Linked DNA regions of Cricetulus griseus: region 1 is linked to region 2. The links are chromatin contacts, called in public Hi-C maps. All regions are on one chromosome and are shown on one strand. Each heading gives the region's core, a stretch centred on a gene start, on an enhancer-like site or on the middle of the called end of the contact. The rest is flanking DNA. Distances are from core to core; before and after follow the strand shown. Region 1 has its middle 82 kb from the start of Irf2bp2. Region 2 holds the start of Irf2bp2 (interferon regulatory factor 2-binding protein 2).

Region 1 (7,187 bases), core at 1,810-4,309, 81 kb after region 2:
GCCCTGGGCTTGGCATGTTAGTAAAATATCCTATTTTGAGTATGTTATGAAACAGAGGTTTTGATGTGCTGCCAGGTGCATGGAAGATGCTGGAGTCAAGGCTCTGAGACACTGGGGCTGGCCCAGTGGGTGTTATACAAAGCTGTCCTAGGGACTCAGGTTGGTCACAGGAGCTGGGATACACTGGAGGGGAAAACCAAAGACAATAATACAAAACATGAATCAACCTCCAAGCGCAGTGTGCTCTAAGACCAGCTAGCAAGTCGGTGGGCACAGCTTTAACCTGGGGACCTGTGGGGCCTTGCTCTGGCTGATAGAGGAGGAGCCCTTTGAAAGGCACCTTCACAGGGACCTCAGGAGGGGAAGAGACTCCTTTGCCTGCTGATTGAAATTCATACTCGCCTGCCTTCCTTCCCTGTCTCCCAGGCCTCCTCTGGGCAAAGTGTAATAAAAAGGAGGAAGGTGACCTCCTCCAGTCTCTGACTGGTGGAATGCGTCTCAGGGCCACAGTGCAGCTGATGTCCAGGAATCTGAAATCTGCAGGCTCATTTCTCCATAGTTGGACCCAAAATTCCATAAATGAGGCCACAATCCTCTTCTTGTCTAGATTGCCAGCTTTTATGCAGTTTCTGAAAAGCCTGTATCAGACAGTCAAGTATTATTATTATTTTACATTATCGTGTGTGTGTGTGTGTGTGTGTGTGTGTGTGTGTGTGTGTGTGTGTGTACATGATAGTACAGGACAGAGGCCAACCTCAAATGTCATTCTTCAGGAGCAGTCAGCAGTCAGCAGTCTGCCTTTTTTGTTTGTTTGTTTGTTTGTTTGTTTTTGTTTTTGAGAAAGGATCTCTCCCTGGGACCTGGGACTTCCCTATTAGGCTACCTACCTGGCCAGCATGTCCCAGATATGTGCTTCTTTCTGCCTTCCCAGTGCATACTCCAGCATACCTGACTCTTTTACCTGAGCTCTAGGGTTCAACCTCAGTCTTCATGCTTACTGAGAATGTCTGGCTGAGCTATGTCTCCAGCCATGTATATTTATTTTTGGGTCAGGGTCTCATCATGTGCCTTAAGGGCCTTGAATTCACTACCTAGTCTAGGTTGGCTTCAAAGTCACCACAGTCCTCCTGTCTCAGCCTCCCTTTAAGGATTAGTAATATTACAGATAAGAGCCACCATGCCTAGCTCAGCCAAATGTCTTAAATTTCCCAAAGTCTGGAGTAGGAGTGGGAGGGGAGAAGGACTATGGAATGGATACATCTCACAAGGAATGTACCAAGTGGCAGCTCAGGGGAATGGGGGTAGGGGGTGGGCTTCTTTTCATCTGCCTCCGGCCTCAGGCTCAGTTCCTGCTTCTTGCACTACTAAAGAAAAGGAAAAGACCTTCATTTCTTTTTGGAAGGAAAGACTGGGTTTATGTGGTCTCAGGTGTGCCCCCAATCATGACCAACCTGCCCTTGTGTAACACAGAGCATTATCTAGAATCCTTCTTAGCTGAAGAGGCTGTAAGGGAGGGGGATGGGAGGCCATTTGTTTGTTGATTCAGAACAGGATTTTCTTCTTTAGAAGTCACTAGGCTTGTCAGCCTAGCTACTCAGGAGGCTTAGGCAGAATGTGAGTTCAAAGCCAGCCTGGGCTACAGAATGAGGTGAAAGTCTGTCTAGACAACTTAATGAGACTCTATCTCTAAATAAAAAGCAGGGAGCCTGCTGAAAATATAGCTCAGTGATGAAACACTTCCGAGTGTGTACAAAAGCCCAGGGCACCATCCACCAGCACAAGAGTAACAAATAAACTTCACCAGAATTCAGAAAAGACATTATGACTCTTGAGAGGTGCCAAATGGATGGGGCTAGCCTGGGCTACAGAGTGCCCCCTCTCCCATCTCATAAGAATTAAATTAAATTAATTAGACCACCAATAGAAATTGATGGCCCCTGACAAAGACTTTCCACCAATGTCCACTGTAGCAGTAGATTATGTTGTATCCCTTTAAGAGTGCCATAGGAGCACCTGCCTTCAGACCAAGGGGGAGGCTTGAAGTGAATGTCTGGCCCTGGACAGCTTTCCTCAGCCAGCAATAGGCCTGCTGAGCCCATTTCAACTGAAATGAGATCAATACGACTCATTTTTTCTCCTGCTGGCTCCCGAGTGATTCATGAATCAGAAAACTAGTTCATGAATCAGAGTGGGGCGGGGAGAGGGGGACCATTTGTGCAGTCGGCAAACCTCCATTCCTTTCACGAACCTAGCCGTGAGTTGCATAACACTGCCTGGCACTTGCTAGTTGAAACCAGTCTTTTCGGAAGCTGCTTTTGGCGTTGACTTACTCACCTATTTTCCTTCTGGAAAGGGGAGGAGCACAGTGTGTACTGACTGTGTGTCCAGCGGTCTAGGTGGCATTTCCATAACCAGAAGAAGTATATGTGAGTCTGTGTGTGCATGAGTGTAACAAACAGCCATTGACCAGCCTCAGGGCCCCTTTAAACCTGAACAGGAGCCAAGTTCATCTCTCTATGGAGCTGCTTAAGGAAGCTTGAGATGGGGCGGTTGGAACCCACATCTCTGCAAGGGCTGATTACAGCCTACTAAGGAAAATGAGATTTTTATCTCTCAGGAATTCAGTTATAAAAATAAAATACAGCGTCTGGCTTGATTCAGCTAAATGCACAAGTGCCTGAGTGTTTTTAATTTAGTAGAAAAAAAAAGTCTGGACTAGAGAAATGACCTAAAACACTGCATTTAAAGAAAAAAGGAAGGGAGAAAAGGGGAGGCTACAGGAAGTGCGTGTGTGTGTGTGTGTGTGTGTGTGTGTGTGTGTGAGAGAGAGAGAGAGAGAGAGAGAGAGAGAGAGAGAGAGGAGAGGGAGAGGGAGAGAGAGAGGAGGGAGGGAGAGTAATGGAGGGCTAGGGTGGAGGGGGCGGGGCAGAGAAAAGCCACCCTGCTGGCACTTGAATGCGGAGGGGTGATGTCACTGGAGCAGTTGGAGAGAAGAGGAGAAAAACAACTTGAAGCAGTGCTAATCCCCGTTTGCTGCCCTGAAGGGAATGGACGGTGGCCAAGGCAGGGACTTATGGGAAACCATATAAGGGTGCCAAGCAAGCTTTGCCGCCAACATTAGGAACTGACAGCTTTGTTCTCTGTCACTTGGCTGCCGGCCAGAGGCCTCGTTTCAGCTCCACAGCGTGACTACCCTGGCAGGCTGCCAGCCCTGCGCTCAGAGCTCTGTTCCTCCCAGGGCTTTGCTTTTTTTTCCTTCCTCCGTCCCTTTGCCAAACACGCAGTGGTTACTATGGCAGTGGAAAGGAAAGTTTAAAACACACACACACACACACACACACACACACACACACACAGAGAGAGAGAGAGAGAGAGAGAGAGAGAGAGAGGCACGCCTTTATCCAGATGTGCAGCCTGGAGCAGAGAGAAAGGCAGTTAACCTACCCAGTGGGGCCTGCAGGGAGGAGGAAGACACCTCCTTGCTGTCACAGCGGCTGTCACTGCTGTAGCTGGGGATAAACAGGCCTTGCTGTGCACCTTGTGGGAGGGAGTGGGGCTGGTTCCCAGGCCTTGTTTCTCTTCTCTCCCTCTCTTCCTGAGGCATTGTGGAGTGGGTAACACCAAACGGGAAACTGTTATGCTTTCCGCTGGACATGTGTCTATGGTTCTGAGAAAGCTCCAGGGGGCCAGGCCCGTGGATCATTAAAGAGAGGAGACAGGAAGGCAGTGGTCTGGGTACCCTCTGGACACCAAGGCAAACCTAGTGTCATGGCTGTCACTGCCACCACCCGGAGGGCTGTGCTTATTGCTGTGACACAATCTAATGTCAATCAGGCCTTCTACCCCGGGCAGTTCAGGGTGCACTGGAACTAAGTGGCCTTTGTCAGGGCTATGGGCCCCATAAGAGCCAGTATGTCCTTGTTCCTACACGGAATGGAGCCAGGAGGGACTCTGAAGAGGACATTGCAATGTTCTTAATTAGGCTCATTTGTCACCTGCTTAGAAAGTGAAACATCTTGGGGGGCGGGGGGGGTGTCGGTGACGGGTCATGACCACAGGCAAGGCTCCAGGCCCTCGCTAGCCATGGGTTTCTGAGGCAAAGGTTGCTTAGAAGTAGAGGTCCTCTGCCAGGCTTTCAGACCCTCAGGGTTAAGCAAAGTTCCCAGAAAGGCCTCTTCAAAATCTAGAAAGTGTTGCAACAGGCCTGACTCCTGGCCCTGCAGCTGGTGCCTTGGGAAGTCCAAGACCAAAAAATTGTTGGTCTAAACCTGGGAACCTCCCTGTAAAACACACTGACTCTTACCCTCAGCTGGATCCTGTGGCACCTCGAATGGCCCCCGCTGTCTTTCCAGCTAGGTCTTGGCTTCCTATGCAGGGACTGAAGTAGAGCTGCCAGGAGAGACATGGCCCAAGGTCAGAAGGGAAAAGCAGGCAAGCAGGAGAAGATCCCAGAAGTCCCTGTGCCTGCTCCATGCTGCTTTTATCCCAGGTCTAGGCTTATTAGGAGGCATGACAAGCCAAAAGTGGTTTGTTCACTATGTTCAGCCAAATAGGGTCTAGTAGGGAAGAGGTGTTGATGCACCCCTCTGAAGAGTATTACGAACAGAACAGGTACCACGACTATCCCACACTCCTGGGGACATTCTTGTTCCATCACTACCTCCCCCTGGCCTGCATACCCACTGGCTGTCATTCTTGCTAAGGACCAAAGCCACAGAAGGCCATTATGTCAATACCTACTCTGTACAGCAGTTCCTAATCAAAGGAGACCACAGGCTTGGTCCCCAGAGCATGCCAGAGTCTATCACCACAGGGAGGGTGGTGAAAGCAGCTGGAAGTCAGAAAGAAATACACCTTTGTCTCAACTGGGGCAGACAGGGTAAAGGACAGCTCCCTGCCAAACAGAACAGATGCAAAGATTAGCTTAGTTCTTCAAGAACTGGGGGAGGAGATATGAGGGACGCTCTGGCTCAATAGCAGAGCTGTCAGCTGGTCACCAAACAAAAAGATCCCATAGTGACAACAGGGATAACACCCCCCCCCCCCGGGGCCTACTAGAACAGTGACCCAGAAGAGCCTCTTTGTTTTAGGACTGATGCCAGCTCCAGGCTGGTCCAGGTACATCCCATGTGTATCCTGGGCTGACTCTTTGAGAGAACTACTCTGGTTATTTCTAGAAAGATCACTGAGTCAATCAACATCCCTTATAGCACATTAGAGGCCTTTGCCACAACATGTTTGAGCCCGTGAAAATCTGTGGTCTTTGGAAGCAGTATTTGTGAAACACCAGACATCCCCTCTCTTACACATTAAGACCGATTTCCTGGTAGGTTTGTCAGGTGGACAAATGGGATGATCCTGAGGGATTTGCCTTTTCTGAAGAGTTAAGAGAAGCAAAACCAGGTCTGATCATGTGGAGAGGTCCAGAGACCCATGTAGAGAACAGTGCAAACAGGTGATTTGCCAGGGGTCTGTCATCTTTCCTTCCTCCTTTCTTTTTCTTTCTTTCTTTCTTCCTTCCTTCCTTCCTTCCTTCCTTCCTTCCTTCCTTCCTTTTTTCCTTCCTTCCTTCATTCCTTTCTTCCTTTCTTTTTCCAGACAGAGTTTCTCTGTGTAGCTTTGGAGCCTGTCCTGGAACTCACTCTGTAGACCAGGCTGGCCTCAAACTCACAGAGATCCGCCTTCTTCTTCTTCCTGAGTGCTAGGATTAAAGGCATGTGCCACCACCACCTGGCCTCCTGTCATCTTTTGCTCCTGATTCTGGGATTCTCCTCTCATTAAAAGGCCCAGTTGCTTAACTTGCACGGGAGAAACGATTCCACACAAACGTTATGCCTGTCCTATCAATCTGTGTTCTGGGGTTCTGCCTCTGTTGCTGGTGAGAAATGCTGTGCGATCCCAAGTAGATAGCAATTATAATTCCTGTTATTCTGGACAAGTCAAGGAGATACATCACTGGTCTTATCACAGAGAACTGCCTTTGAGGATCTAAAGGGGACTTTACAGGGATGGCCACTATAACAGAGTGTTTTCCAGACATCTGCATTTAATTGCATGGCAAGACCTTATTACCTGAGGCTCCTGCCTGGGCAGAGAGCCCTGCTAGGAATCTCCTACAAAAGCTGTCCCAGAGCCAGACCTCTGGGCGGGAGGACTTGAGGTGGAAAATCGGGAGAGATAGTGACTGTTTTTGTGAGTGTCTTCAAGGCTCCACTCAGGTGGGTGGGGAAGAGTCTAAAGAGCCATTCAAGCAGTGGGAGGTCTTGGCCATCTCTATGCTCAAATCAGTGTTTTGGGACTTGCCAAATTACCTAGGCCCTCCAGACTCTACTCCTAGCAGCAGTCTCTCCTTTGCAAAAGCTGTCATTGAGCAGCTGGCTTTGAAAGTTGCTAACACTCTTGAGGGTTGGCAGTCCTATGAATACTCAGGCTTCGACGTGCTAAATCTTGTATCTTTTGCTACATGTGGTCAGGAGGTGAACCATCTGACACACACGGACATGAGTCCCTGGGACAATCCTGCATTAATCAACAGGATCATAACGTTTTTTCTTTTCTGTTTTTATTTAAATTAGAAATAGTCTTGTTTTACATGTCAATCCCAGATCCCTCTCCCTCCCCTCTTCCCCTGCCCCCCACCGACCCCCTATTCCATCCCCTATCTACTCCCCAGGAAGGGTGAGGCCTTCCATTTGGGATCTTCAAAGTCTGTCATATCATTTGGAGCAGGGCTAGACCCTCCCCATGTATCTAGGCTGAGAAAGTATCCCTCTATGTAGAATGAACTCCCAGAGTCCATTCTTATACTAGGGATAAATACTGATCTACTACCAGAGGCCTCATAGATTGCCCAGGCCTCCTCACTGTTCAGAAGGTCTGGATTAGTCCTATGCTGGTTTCCCAGCTATCAGTCTGGGGTCCATGAGCAACCCCTTGTTCAGGTCAGCTGTTTCTGTGGGTTTCTCCAGCCTGGTCTTGACCCCTTTGCTCATAACTCCTCCCTCTCTGCAACTGGATTCCAGAGGTGAGCTCAGTGTTTAGCTGTGGGTGTCTGCTTCTGCTTCCATCAGCTACTGGATGAAGGCTCTAGGAAAACTTTTTTCTGTTTTGTGTGGCTTTGGAGGCTGTCCTGAAACTAGCTCTTATATACCAGACTGGTGTTGAACTCACAGAGATCTGCCTGCCTC
Region 2 (7,024 bases), core at 1,620-4,119:
AAAAGTGCCCCTTTTTACTCACTTCCCTCCTTCTCCACCAACTGACCTCCAGTCTGGGAGAGGGGCCAGCAATGAGGAATGACAGACAGTAAGGCAATCTTACAATGTCAGAAAAATGTATTTGGCTTTTTTTTTCTTTTTTAAAATAAGTGCATACAAATACGGCTAGAAGCATTTGTTTGCCAAGTGCTCTTTAAAAAAAAAAAAAAAAGCAGCCAAGTCGCAGCCTACATAGAACAGCAACTGTCACCAGAGAAGTCAAGCACAGACAGCCTAATAACGTTAACAAAAGAAGAAAATGCCTTTTAAAGTACATACCTTTTGTCGTCAAAAAAATATAGAAACACAATGTATTCAAAAAAATCAAAATTATACAGCCATGTTTATGAAGTCTACATTTCCCTTGTCTTGGATATATATATTTATATATATATATATATATATGGAGATTTATATACAGTTCAAGAAGTTTGAGTTAAGGGTAACCGTGGGCTTTTCTGAATGCAGAAAGTCACGAGTCTCTCTCCTTTTTCACTTTCACATCTCCAGCGAGGATGGTAGCAATTTCTCCTTGCATGAAGGCCCAGGGGACATTGGAGCCCACCAGAGGGCACTTCTCCCCGCTTGGACAATAGACCTCTCCGCTAGCGCCCTGCTGTTTAATGCTTTGTCTGGAGCAAGGGAAACAGAACTTGTGCGAAGGGACAGACGGGCACTGCACAAAATGGGTATCCTCCAGCCGCTCGTGGCAGAGGGTGCAGCATAGGGGGGCGCTGGCTGCCAGAGAGGAGTCTGGGAGGCTGGCAGGGTGCACAGGCTCCAGTCCTCCTGTGCTGCCCGTGGCCTGGCCCCCCACCTCTCTGGGGCCAAGCCTTCTTTGGTTCATAGAGGAGGGAGAGGGCGGGCTGCTGCTGTTCCTCCTGGTGGTGGAGTGAACCTGGGTGGCATCTTTCGAAGCATGACTGCCCCCGGCATTGTCTGCTACTAAAATCAGGGCTGCCATGGGGGACTGGCCGTTCTGAGCCGCTTCAGGCGGTGTGGTCCGGTTGGAATGAGGAGAGGCAGTAGGGGGTGGTGGAGACACAAAAGAGGATGTAGGGGTGATGGGGATCTTGAGCCCTTCTGTGGAAGTGGACAGCCAAGGCTGAGCCTCGCCATTGATCTTAGGGGGTCCGACTTCCCCTTCCGGTTCTGGAGAAGGCTTCCTTTTCCTTGCTGTTCTTGCAACTAAACAGAGACGGAATGGAAAAAAAGAAAAATTAACGGAAATGTATCCAAAGAGACATTTCCCATCTCCAAAATACACACCTAGTATACAAGTTCTGCATGCAGCTTCTAACACTTCCTCTAGTAAGGGGCTCTAAGCCTGCACACCACTTCCAAGAGAAGCTAAGTCATGCAAGCCTGCCTGAAAGGTTCCAACCCAGAACTGGCACATGTGACTGCTAACGTCCCAGACAGGTTAAAGGGTGAGTGCTGCCCTCATGCTCCCATCCAAGAATGTGCTGGGAAAGGAAAACGTCGTGTTGCTGCCTATCAGCCCGCTCTGACTCATCCCTGTTGTGCTGGTTCAGCAAAGGAACCACGTTGCTCCTAAGCGCTGTTTCAGCCTTAGGCCGACCAGGAAGTTGGCTGTTTGTTGTTTCTGGGCTAAGTAAAAACCGTGCATGTTAGAGTGGCTTCCCCAGCATACACGAGTGCACGCTGTCTGTCTCTAACGTCCACGCCCTCGATCCCTTCTCCCCTCGCCCCACAGCCGCCCCTACCTGCTTTAGACCCGTTGGCCCCGTTGGCCTCGAAACCCAACAACCTGCCTGCAGTCAGGGCCGGCTCCTTCTTGAACTTGCTCTCGAAGGGCCCCGAGTGGCCGTGCTGGTGCAGCGCCAGTAGCGTGTCGCGCACCGTCTTAGGCCTGCTGGACCAGTCCTGCTCCCCGGGCGCTCGACCCTTGCCTGCACCGTCGGCGCCCAGCTCGCTCGCCCCAGACGCGCCGGATAAGCTGTCGGCTGGGCTCCGGTGCGCGGGCTGTGCCTTCTCCTTGTTCGGCTCACGAGCCTCGTGCTCTGCCGCGCCGGACACCGACGCCGGCCGTTTGTGGGTGCCCAGCTCGGCGGGCTGGGAGCCCAGGCCCGGTGTTCCACTCACCGCGGCCAGTGTGGCCGCAGCACGGCCGCTTAGCCCCAGTGCGGCGGAGCCGTTCACCAGAGGCACCAGGGTGGGCGGCACGGCGTGTGCGCGCCGAGGGTTCGGGCTCTGGCGATTCAGCTCGGGCGGCTCCTCCAGCTTGGAGAAGCCGTTGGGCACCAGGATGCCGTTCGCCGGCGCGGGCTGCGGTGCGGCCGACTGCGGGAGGCCCGCACCGGCACGAGTGCCAAAGTCAGAGGACAGGCGCGGGGCCCGATCCGGCGCCAGCGGGTAGCGCTCCATGGCCTGAGCGCGTGCGGCCTCGGCGCCCGCGTGGCCCAGCTGCGGCGGCGGCTGCAGCAATAGGTCCTTGGCCGACAGTGGCGGTGGCTTGGCGGTCGAGGGTTGAGCGCCGGTCGGGGAGCGGCCCTCGGAGAAGCAGCCGTGAGCACGCTTCAGCTGGCGCGCCGTCTCGATGACGAACTCCACGCGGTCGGCGCCCTCGTAGTTGACGCAGCCGCGGCACACGGGCTCCGTGAAGTCCCAGATCATGGCCCAGGGCATGCGGGGCAGGTCACACAGATAGCACGACTGGCGCCGAGACGCGGCCGCCACCGCCACCGCCGCGGCCATGTCCGCACAGCCTGCCGCGCCACAGGAGGAACCGGGCGAGGAGGGGACGCCGCCGCCCCCCGCGGTCCCCGCGCGCGCGCGCCGGCCGGCCCAAGCCCGCGTCTGCGCGACTAGCGGCGGCGGCGGCCGCAAGCGAGGAGGCGGCGGCGGCGGCAGAGCCCGGGCCGGCGCGGCGCCCGCGCGGCGCCCCCGGGGCACGAGGGGGCGGCGGGCGCGCGGCGGGGCGCGGCTGCAGGTCCCCACGGGCGGCGGGGCGGCGCGGCGTGCGCGGGGGCGGCGGCTCGGCCGGGGCGCGGGCTCGGGCCTCCAGACCGGGGCGAAGACGGGCCGCGAGCGCAGCAGGTCGCGGCGGCGCCGGGCGCGCAGAGCCGCGCGGGGACGGGGGACGCGGGGCAGCCGCCGGGGCAGCTCAGCCCGAGCGGCGGGGCATGCCGCACGCTAAGGCGTGCAGCTCGGTCCTAGGCCCCGGCGCAGCCGCTGCACAGCACCCAGTGCAGCTCAGCTCCTGCGCCGCTGCTGTCGCTGCTGCTACCGCCGCGGCCGCTCCACTTCTACAGACTTGATTCTTCGACAGCTCTGCACGGCGCCTGCGCGGCCCCCTCCCTCCCTGGCGCGCGCGGCCTCGTGTGCCCGCCCTCCCTCCGCGCTCTCGCGCGCGCCGTCCTGGATTCTTCCCTTTCTCGATCGCGTGCGCGCAGGGGCTGGAATACCGCACGAGTTCGCGCGGCCCTGATGCTGCAGGTGTGCAGCTCTCAGCCCTTGGGGTCGTCTGTGTCCCCCACCCCCACCCCCCGCCTACCCCGCTAGGATGCTCCACCCCACGGCCGTGTCCTTTTGATTAAATTGTGCAAACTGTTTTATTTTACACGCAATGTCACTTTGTCACTGCTTGGTTACTGGCAGCCTCCTGAGCAGGGGATTTCGAGCATAGTAAGGTGCACTTTATTAGACTTTTCTGTTAAGAGTCTCACTTGGCCTAAGATGAGCGTGCGCGCGCGCAGTCAACACGCTTAGCCCTGCTTTGGTCGAGGAAGCAACACAGTCGCTGTCCCTTTAAGTTTTACAAACTCCAGACGGCCTGGTGCACTCTGGCAGGCCCGGCCTCCTTTGCGCGTGCACTAAAAAGAGGATGCATAACCCAGGCTCATCAGGGCCCTCGGCGCCGCCGCCCCAGCGTCTTATGTAGGTCCGCGCGGCAAGCGCGTGACGTGGGCAAGGGACGCCGCCACTGCGCAGGCTCCACATAGACGTGCACAGCGCCGCGGGCTCTGAGGCCGAGCCGAGCTAGTGCACATTCCAGGGATGTGGGCTCTGCAGCCCGCCGCGTCACGGCGCAGGTCCCGCCCCCGAACTCTGGCTCGCAGGCCCTGCCCCACTACCTCCACCCCGGCCGAACTTGGAGTGGCCAGCCCCAGGCGCCGGCTACCCCTTGTGCGCCAGAGGCGTGCGGCTGGCGGGTGGATTTGGCTCTCCGTTGTCCCACCCGGCTTATCCCAATGGGCGCAGATGCGCTCGGCCGCTTCGCTTCGCCGCTCCCTTTCACGGTGGGCAGTGCGGGCTGCCCAGAGTGGACTGAACTCCGAGATGTACACTTTGATAGGGAGCAGGAATTGGTGTGTGCTATCTGTGGTTGGTCACTCAGGCTGACCATCTCATTTGGGACCTACACACTCAGTTGGCTGAGTGTAAGAGCTGCTTTTGTGGTGAACAACACAGGCCCACTTCTCTCCCCAAGACTGGAATGAGCTGGTTAAGTGTGGGAAGAACAGGGTACTAATTACATTATCTTTCCTACAACTGGATTGGAAGGTGGAAAGGGAGGAAAAAAATCCTGCTGACGTTTTTCCAGTTGCTGCTATTGAAAATGCCAGGTTGCTTCAAAGAATAGCCACAAGAGGAAACATGCCCCACAGAGAAGCGGCTCAGGGAACTGCTTAGAGCACAAGAATAACCCTGTTGGAGATGGCACAGAAAGCTTAATATCAGTTGCCAAGGGCGTCCACAGGCTAACCTTGAACGTCTCTCTCGGGGCTTTCCGGAGAAGGTACACCTGTGTCAAGGGCCTCCCCATCTCCTCTTCCAGTCATAAGCCTGCCTCTCCCTCTCCAAGTCTGGAATGGGGCCTACCCGGATCCATTCCCAGAAGCAGCTGGTGCCAGCTGGTTTGGGCACCTGCTCCAGGACCTGTCAGTCTGGTCACTCTCTTCCAAGACCCTGTGCCACTCATCTGAGCACGTGATTTTGCCCGTGGAGATAATCGAGTGTAGATGAAGCTGCCCTGACTGCAGAGTCATCTCAGTGCCCTAGGAGGTGACCCACTAGGCAGACACGGAAATGTTAAAACAAAGCAGAGCTCTGCATGAAAGCGTGGCCTGATTATACTGGTTTCACCTGCCAGCGGCCCTCAGTGTCCTCTCCAGGGAAAGCCTACACTACAACCCAAAATAGAATTACTGAGGTACAATGTCTGCCTTGAGAAATGCTAAGTAGAGCTTTACTTCTCCAAAAGACCGGTATTTCCTTTGTATTTCACACCACTGGCTTCATGTCGAAACTCAGCTGTTAGAACTTCCCCCTAGAGATGCCTGCCTGCTGGAAAACGGAAAGGCTATTTCAGACTGGGCTGCCCTCCATAAAAAGGAACCCGGCTCCACGGGGTTAAGGCAAGGCCTGAATCCAGGGCAGCAATTCCTTATACTGTATCAACAGCCTTTCATGCTGCTTGGCCTTTCATGTAACTCTGAAGCAGTTTTTTTTTTTTTTAATCGATGTATGCTAAGTAAACATAGCTTTGTTTCTGTCTTCCACCCACCCGCCTTCCCTCCCGGCGCAGACTGGAGCTGGATCCTGTCCAAAGCGGCTGCTGCTGGAGTTACAGCCTGCCTCCTCCACACACAGGAGCGGGGTTTCTAGGGTGAGGCAATGCGTCTGCAATTCGCACAGACAAGGCAGGAATTGTAATTGTACCTCACCATGTGACGACTTATGAAAGAGGAAGTTGGCATGTTTTAGTCACGTAGACTGCCCTCTTGCTTAAGGCTCTGGGTCCTCCCAGAAGAGTCAGGATGAGCTTTGCTGCTCAGAGTCAAGGTTACAGGATTGGCTGCAGCGTGTATGTGTGCATTCCTAAGTGGACAAGCAGGCAGTGCAGCAGCCCAGGCCCGTGCTTAACCAGAACCCTGGAACCTTGTGATTTGTTTTAGGAACTAAAGGAAATAGTCTGCAGGGAGGGGTTCTGTGGAGACTAGACGAGCAACAGTTTTCCTGGCTGCAATTCCTAAGATTTTTTTCTTTTAAAATAGAGATCTCAGTTTGGGGGCAAAATGCTATTCTGCTTGACAAGATGCAAATAGCAATTTGAGAAGGGATTCTAAAGCATAATTCCATGAACAAAAGAGAGCTGAGCCTACACTCACAATCATGGACACTGACATCTGATCTCTGAGACCTACTCTCTAGGCCCACTGCTGCATAGGAGCCCTTGTGCATACCTGGAAGCCATAGACCCACTGTCTATGGGGCAGGGTGCTATGAGAACATCCACATGGAGGTCTACCTTCAGGACCCCTGCAGATTGTGGGTGCTTTATGCTATGTCATTCTAAGTTTGTGAGCTCCACTCTGTATCCAGATGTGGATTCATGGTGTCACTTCCGTAGAGGGCTACTTTCAGTGACAATGATATTGAGAACAGGATGGGGGTGGGGTGGTTCTATGGGTAAAGCACTTGCTACACAAACCTGGGGTTTTGAGTGTGAATCACCAGAACCTACAACGTAAGCACCTCAGCGTTTCTACAAAATGGAAGGTAGAGACAGAATTCCCCCAGAAGCTCAAGGACCTGGTATACAAAACAAGGAATGACAAGAGACCCTGTCTGGAACAAGATGAAAGGCAAGGATGGACACTTGAGGTACACCTGAGGTTGTCTTCTTCCCACACTTGTACTCATGCCCACATGTGCACACATGTGCATGGACACACATCAAAACAAAAATGATGTTGAAACCATAGTGAGGCTTTCTCAACTCTGACCTCTGCATGTGTGAAGGAGAAAATAATACAGCCGCATATCATTTGTGTTGCTGTGGGTGGCACTGCCCACCTCACTGATGTTGGCAAAAGTGTGGTAAAACCAGAAGAACATGTTAATATGAATATGCTTCCACAAACTGTAGACACGGCAACAGAAATGAACCTTCTAGAACTGATTCAAGAGCCTTTTTTTCTGAACAACGACATTCGTGGGACGATTTCACTGTTTTTTC

Evidence for each region. Hi-C and Micro-C count contacts between places; a contact is called where the count stands out from the background.
Region 1: a contact with region 2 is called in a Hi-C map of the CHO-K1 cell line, with 3 times the contacts expected there. The contact joins the enhancer-like site here to the promoter of Irf2bp2 in region 2. A contact is called at or near these places in 4 of 8 Hi-C or Micro-C datasets (the CHL-YN cell line, the CHO-K1 cell line, fibroblasts and 1 more).

Annotation. Positions count from the first base shown.
Region 1 is chr3:203,490,487-203,497,673 of CriGri-PICRH-1.0, forward strand. No RefSeq gene overlaps it. Among named protein-coding and RNA genes, the nearest start is that of Irf2bp2, 82 kb to the left of the region's middle. Within about 2 kb of position 3,060, at least 6 of the 6 cell types and tissues checked have open chromatin away from gene starts, as enhancers often do. A contact at or near this core is called in the CHO-K1 cell line and fibroblasts, where this site is marked.
Region 2 is chr3:203,409,557-203,416,580 of CriGri-PICRH-1.0, forward strand. Irf2bp2 (interferon regulatory factor 2-binding protein 2) reads right to left here and starts at 2,870. Exons shown (of 2, transcript XM_027404792.2): 1 at 1,815-2,870; 2 at 1-1,227. The coding sequence starts at 2,757. The coding sequence ends at 512.